2 separate regions of the Gossypium hirsutum genome follow, and region 1 is linked to region 2. A link is a contact called in public Hi-C data. All regions are on one chromosome and are shown on one strand. Each heading gives the region's core, a stretch centred on a gene start, on an enhancer-like site or on the middle of the called end of the contact. The rest is flanking DNA. Distances are from core to core; before and after follow the strand shown.

Region 1 (3,281 bases), core at 145-2,644, 310 kb before region 2:
CTTAGTAGGCCTGTTCATGGGTGGGGCCACTTGGCCCGGCCGAAGGCCTATTCGAAATGTAAGAGGGTTTGGGCAAAAATATATGCCTAAAAAATGGGCTTGGACAAAAATTAAGGCCCGTCTAAAAATGGGTCGGGCCTCGAGTAAGACATTTTTCGTCCAAGCCGGCTTGAATTCACTAAAGGATAATTTTTTTAATATTATTTTTTATTGTTTTCTCCCTATTTTGCTACCATTTTACTATTATATTGCTACTATTTTGTTGTTATTGTTTGGATATTGTATAAAACTTATTTTATTGTTAATTTTATTATTATTTTAAAAATATTTGTTAATTTTGTTATTATTTTAGAGGCATTTGCTTGTTAAGTTGTATCTATCATAGTGTTATTTAAGTATACATATTTTGAAATTTTATTTTCAATTTGTTGGGAAATATTTATTTTGGTGTTTTTAGTATTTTTGATGTATTATATATATTTTAAAATAATATAAAAATTAATATGGGGGGCCGGGCTGGGCCTGAGTTATAACATTTTTATCTTGGTAGAACTTAGAAAAAACTTTAGGCACATTTTTAGGGTTGGGCCGGGCTCGAGCATAGCAAACAGGCTAAAATTTTTAGTTGAGCCCAACTTAGCCCGACCCATGCACACCTCGCAAGTGCATTTTGTTTTTGTTTTTATATTCTGATTGAATGATTTCTAAGTTTTAAGGTATTTCTTTTTTATAAATATTGTTGTTATTAATTTTTAAAATTTAGAATTTTTCATGTAAAAAATTGCACTTCCAAAGTAATGAAATTCCAAGAATTAAATTTTTTTTCATTGCAACACTAATTTTCCACTAAACCTGAATATTAATTCAGGTTCAGTATAATATTATTTATATAGTTACATGGTTGTTAAATAATTTTTTATTTTAAAATGTTACATTAATAAATTTTAAAAAAAATTAACAATTAAATCTAAAAAGTGTAAAGATTAAATTTATAGAAGTAAAAGTATAACGACTTATATTATATTTTAACATCTTATTAATTTTAATCCATATTTTATTATTTAATATAAACATAATTTGTAAAAGAAAAATTATATTGTTTATCCTCCCTATTATGATCAATGATCAGCATTCGTAATTATCTGTCTCTAAAGTTCGATTCCATGTTTTTTTTTTTAGAAATTCAATATGTTTTATTATTGCATGCGTTGGTAATTTATAAAATATTTTAATATTATTATTCATAATCCAAGTATTACCAGTTACCACTATTATTGATCTGGCTATCTATCCTGGGGAGCTTATACGCTTCGTTTTGGCATTTAGACAGATGTCAAAAATCTTGGACCGATTACATTTTGAGCCGAGTTCAAACGCGAATTTTAACCGCACCGCTTTTAATAATCCATTCAACAAATAAAAATAAAATAATCATTCCACTTTCTTCCACATTTCACAGTTCGTGAAGGGCAAGCAAACCAAAAAGCCTAAAATAGTTATTGACTTTGAACTTTATCTTTTCTTAGATTCAAGGATTGAAAGATCAAAGAGAAGCAAAACGAGAGCGTGATTTATCAAATTCGACAAAAAAAAAGTAATAAATCGAACGGAAATGGAGAAAGAGAGCGAGTTGATTCGGCGATGTATAGAAGCAGCTTGCCAAAGCAAAGAGAGCGTGGAGAAATGGCGGAGACAAAGAAGAACTCTGGAGCGATTGCCTTCTCACCTTTCTCAGTCTCTGCTTCGGAACCTCCTCCGTCGTCGCCTTCTCTTCCCTTCCTTGCTCGAGTACATTAACATTCCTTCATTATCACTTCAATTTTTCTTATATTTTTTTTCTGTTTTCTATTAGCTCAATTGTTAGATGTTACATTTCTAAACTAGATCTGAATTGTCTGCCAAAGAAGAATAAGCTGTGAATTGGAATTTATGTATTTTTATTTATTTTTCAGTTTAATTTTGAAACTTTGCTAACTGGTCCCTGTTGAAGTAGATTATTCATTTCATTTGATAATGCAGAGTGTTCAAATATAGTGTGGAGGAGATAGATCTTAGAGGAGAGAATTCTGTTGATGCGGAATGGATGGCGTATTTAGGCGCATTTCGTTATCTACGATTACTTAATCTCGGTGATTGTCACAGAATTAATAATTCTGCTATTTGGTCCATAGTAGGTATGTTTTTGAGTTTTTCATTTTTTAAAAATGTACAGAAATTATAAGAAGTTATCTGTTTGAATATGAAGCTATTTTAGATGCACTAAAAGAATAACTATTAAAAGAAATGGAGATCAAAGCTCATTTTTTTTTTCATATTGATAAGCTCAATATCTTTTAAAAATTTGTAGTTTTTTTTCTTTCTTTCGTGGTTTTAGGGATGACTAGTCTAAAGGAGGTGGACCTTTCGCGATGCATGAAGGTTACTGATGCTGGCGTTAAACACCTTATATCCATTTCAACTTTGGAAAAGTTATGGATTTCAGAGACTGGGGTAACTGCGAATGGGGTTGCGCTGCTTGCATCACTTAAGAATTTGTCTGTATTAGACTTGGGTGGTTTGCCTGTTACAGATTCCGCATTGAAGTCTCTTCAGGTATTCTTTCTTTACATGTACATATTCTGTATTCTTGCTTGAAAAGTTACTCTATATTTTATCATTGGCTGAAGGATGCAATAATCCATAATCATTTCTGAAATTACTGAGCATCTATGCCTCTTGAGTTTTGCTGGAGTCTGTGAACTTTGTTATGGTAAATACTGTTTCTTGTACGTACTTCATTTAGATGAGAACTTGGGTGTATCAGTTGTTAAATTGTGTTAGTGAGTTTCTTCGCAGTTGAAATCATTGTAAGAACTAGATGAGCTAAGTTATGTTTCAATTACCATAGATTGCTATTTTTAGCTCAAGTTTGGTGGTTCCATTTTGAAAGATTGAATTTTAAATGATTGATTCTAAGATATTATAGTTAGTTCCATTTTCAGGGTAAAATATTCAGGTTAAAATGAGTTATGGTGGCTGTTTTGTTTTAGGCATTGACAAAGCTACGGTACCTTGATCTTTGGGGGAGTAAAATATCTAACCAAGGGGCTTTGGTCCTTCAAAGGTTCCCCAAACTGAGCTTCCTCAATCTTGCTTGGACCAATGTTACACGCTTTCCAAATTTGTCTGCTCTTGAATGTTTGAATATGAGTAATTGTACCATTGATTCTATCCTTGAAGGCAATGGTGATAAAGCTCCTTTGCTGAAACTTGTTTGTGCCGGAGCAACTTTCATGAATGAG
Region 2 (3,251 bases), core at 184-2,683:
CTGTTCCCCTATCAGCTGAATCCGTCTGGCCCACTTGCTGGTCACCCTGTTCCACTAGTATCTGGCCTGTCTTGAGCCCAACCCCAAGGCAATCCCTTCCAAAGCCATCGCATTCCTGTTACCACTATTATTATCCAGGTTGGGTTCTAAAATAAGCCAGCAGTTTTTTTAAAAATCGGGCCTGGTCCGGTATTAGGGCCTACAACCTTTTGTTTGCCCTTATTGGAATTTTTTACAAAATCATTCAGCCTATTAATTTTCGGGTCAACGCCTTTAATATACTGATTTCTGGGAGAAATTTCTTTCTCTTTAGAGTTTTGAAAGTCTGCCACTTCTCCATCATTAAATTCATTGTTTAAATCCCTATTATTTAGGCAACTGAATCGGGATCCTTCCCTTTTCTTTTCTTGAATTTCGGCAGATTTTTGAAAATTATCACGAAATTTATGCCTTGATTTCCTCTCAACAATCATCCACAACCCGTAACTCTCGTCTTTCTTCTCCGATTCTTCCATGGCCAACTTCTGGTTTTCCGGTACCGTTGCAGACAAATCATGATTCGCCTCAACCGTGGGTTTAGGACTTTTAAAAATACAGAGATTTTCCACATGTCCATACCTTCCAAAATGAAAACAGATAGTAGATAAAGCTTCATATTCCACTTTTTGCGTTCTACCATTGATCAAAATTTGTGATACCAAAGGTTCGCCCAGATTAACATAAACTGTTAATCTAGCAAAATGTCCCCTCGTCCTGCTGTCGGTATTTAAATCAAGCTTAACCACTTTACCAACTACTTCCCCAAATTCTGAAATGATTTTCCTGTTATATTAGTAGCTCGAAAGAGCTAGGAATCTGATCCATGCCATCACAACTCTTGGAAAATTCTGAGAAGGACCGAAACCCATCGTCTATGGTTGTACTGTCAAATACTGACCAAATATGATCGATGGTCCTTCAGCTAGGGCCTTTTTGAAATCCATCTTATTTTGAAATTTCACTAGAAAGTATCCATTCTCGATATCCATCATGTGCATAGGTGCTGTGGGTCTCCACAAATCGTAAATTTTATTCTGCAAAACTGTGAATCCCATATTCCGGCCTAGAAGTTTTAAAATCACAGTATTATCCATGCCTTGAACAAGGATTTGATGGATTCTGTCTGAGAAAGTTATGGAGGGTACGCCATTCACAAATGTCTTTTGGACGTCCCCTTCCAATATATCAATATTATCATTATCAACCAAACTATTGAAGACATCTTTTGAGGACTGTCCGACGAGTTTATCTCTCCAAGAAGTGAGTTGATCTGAGGGCGTATCGACCATTATTCCGCTCGTCGCCTCCTCTTCCTTATCCCGAAATCTGACCTTCTTAGGAATCAATTCCTCAACAATAGAACTTCCAAGACCAGAGTTCTCACCAAAAGTCATTTTTTTTTAATTTTAATTTTTTTAATTTTAAAATTTTATGATAATTTTTTATTCAAACATAAAATCAATGTCCAAATTCTTTAATGAACAAATTTACACTTAGAAATAACAATATCATTATAGCATAAAATAATTATGATTGGTATAAATATTGTTCAATATTAATATGATGGCTTTCTAAAATTAAATTTCAGTAAGGAACTTAAAGTGACAAACACAATTAAAAAAGTATTCAGAATTAATTATTGATAGAAAAACTATCAAATACAATAAAAAAGAAGTCCAAAATCATAATAGTAAAATAAAGAAAAAAAAGCACTTGCTCGATAGTTGAATAAAAAACATTGAAATAAAAAATATAATTACCATAAAAAAATTAACAAAAAGCCAATAAAGAAAAAATATTTATTAAATAATATATATTTTAAAATACTCAATTTGTCTTTAAGAAATATATTATATTCTCGTATTGCCACTATTTACTCATAAAAGTTGCTCAAATTATATATTAATTGATGGCTTTCGAATCCATAAAAAATAATATTTTTTATGTTTAAACCATAAATAAATAGCAATATAGAGAGTACGACCGATCCTACAGAGATTAGAATATCTAAAATTGTTGTTTCGGTTTAACTAAGTTGTGCACCAGACAATTATTATGCCCACAACATGTGACGATTTGTGCAAAAGTAAAAATGATGGATTTAAATATGATAAAGGTAAAAATAATTAAAATCTAGATAACAATAGAAATAAGCATAAAAGAAGTTAAATTAAATAAACCAATATAATGAAATTTCTAGCTTCAATCTCGATTTTGCCATGATTTCAAACTGATACTTGATAATAAGTCTCCTCCTTTAACTGAAAAGTCGATTATAGTGAATGAGGACGCCCAGACCACCAATCCTTCTGTAGTTTTACTTAACGAATAACCACGAAACACGTGTCCATGATTTAGCTCTTCAGTAGCTTTGGAAACTAGAAGGGTCTAACTTGAACCAACAACCTCAACTGCGCAGGTTGTTTAAACCTGATTGCTATTTCCTTTGACGGATCCAACTAACCACTTAATTGGACACACCAACGTGTTCTCCGATAGACCAAATATGATAGACGATCATATCACTTCTTCCAACTCTATGTTTATCAACACCGAATTAATGAGCTCTTTTTAATTTGATATCAATACAATTTTATAAGACGATGATACTTATATCTTAAATTAGAAAAATAACAAATACCAATACGGAAGTTTTTAAGTGTGGTTACGAATTTATTAACTCTCTACCGGCCTAAAACTAAATATAAATTTTAAATTAAAAGTTTAACAAAAATTAATTGAAAATAAAATGAAATTGAAAGGGCCTTGCGCAATATTGCGCAAGAAAAAATAAAGAACATGAAACAGAATTAAAAAGGTAGTAATTCCTATTGAAATTCCAATTACAGGGGGCACACCCCTCCCACGCATATATATATTAAAATATAAATGTCTAATTCTACTTCAACTCTTTACCTTTTTTTTATATTTTTATTTTGAGTTTAAAATGACCTGATACATTCATTCAATTGAAAAGGCTAAGCAAAAAACAGAAATCTACATGGCCTCCATATTTCACTCATCCATGATCTCTGATAGGCAGTGCATCGTGCCCTAATTACATTAAATCTAATCTCATAAATGTAAAAGCAATAGAACAAAAAAGAAACCAAACAAACCTAAAGAGATTCCTAAGAGAACAAGAAACCCTAATAAGCGGCTTAGCCCTCCCCTAATCTTCCTTTCCTTTGCATCAGATACTACTCAAGGTG

Evidence for each region. Hi-C and Micro-C count contacts between places; a contact is called where the count stands out from the background.
Region 1: a Hi-C map of leaf shows a contact between it and region 2, with 2.2 times the contacts expected there. The contact joins the promoter of LOC107952075 here to the promoter of LOC107952485 in region 2. A contact is called at or near these places in 2 of 34 Hi-C or Micro-C datasets (anther and leaf).

Annotation. Positions count from the first base shown.
Region 1 is chrA02:46,987,880-46,991,160 of Gossypium_hirsutum_v2.1, reverse strand. It overlaps LOC107952075 (receptor-like protein 53), which reads left to right and starts at 1,394. Exons shown (of 8, transcript XM_041085603.1): 1 at 1,394-1,788; 2 at 2,020-2,174; 3 at 2,375-2,592; 4 at 3,030-3,281. The coding sequence starts at 1,613.
Region 2 is chrA02:46,674,534-46,677,784 of Gossypium_hirsutum_v2.1, reverse strand. It overlaps LOC107952485, which reads right to left and starts at 1,433. Exons shown (of 3, transcript XM_016887736.1): 1 at 938-1,433; 2 at 207-808; 3 at 1-115. The coding sequence starts at 1,433.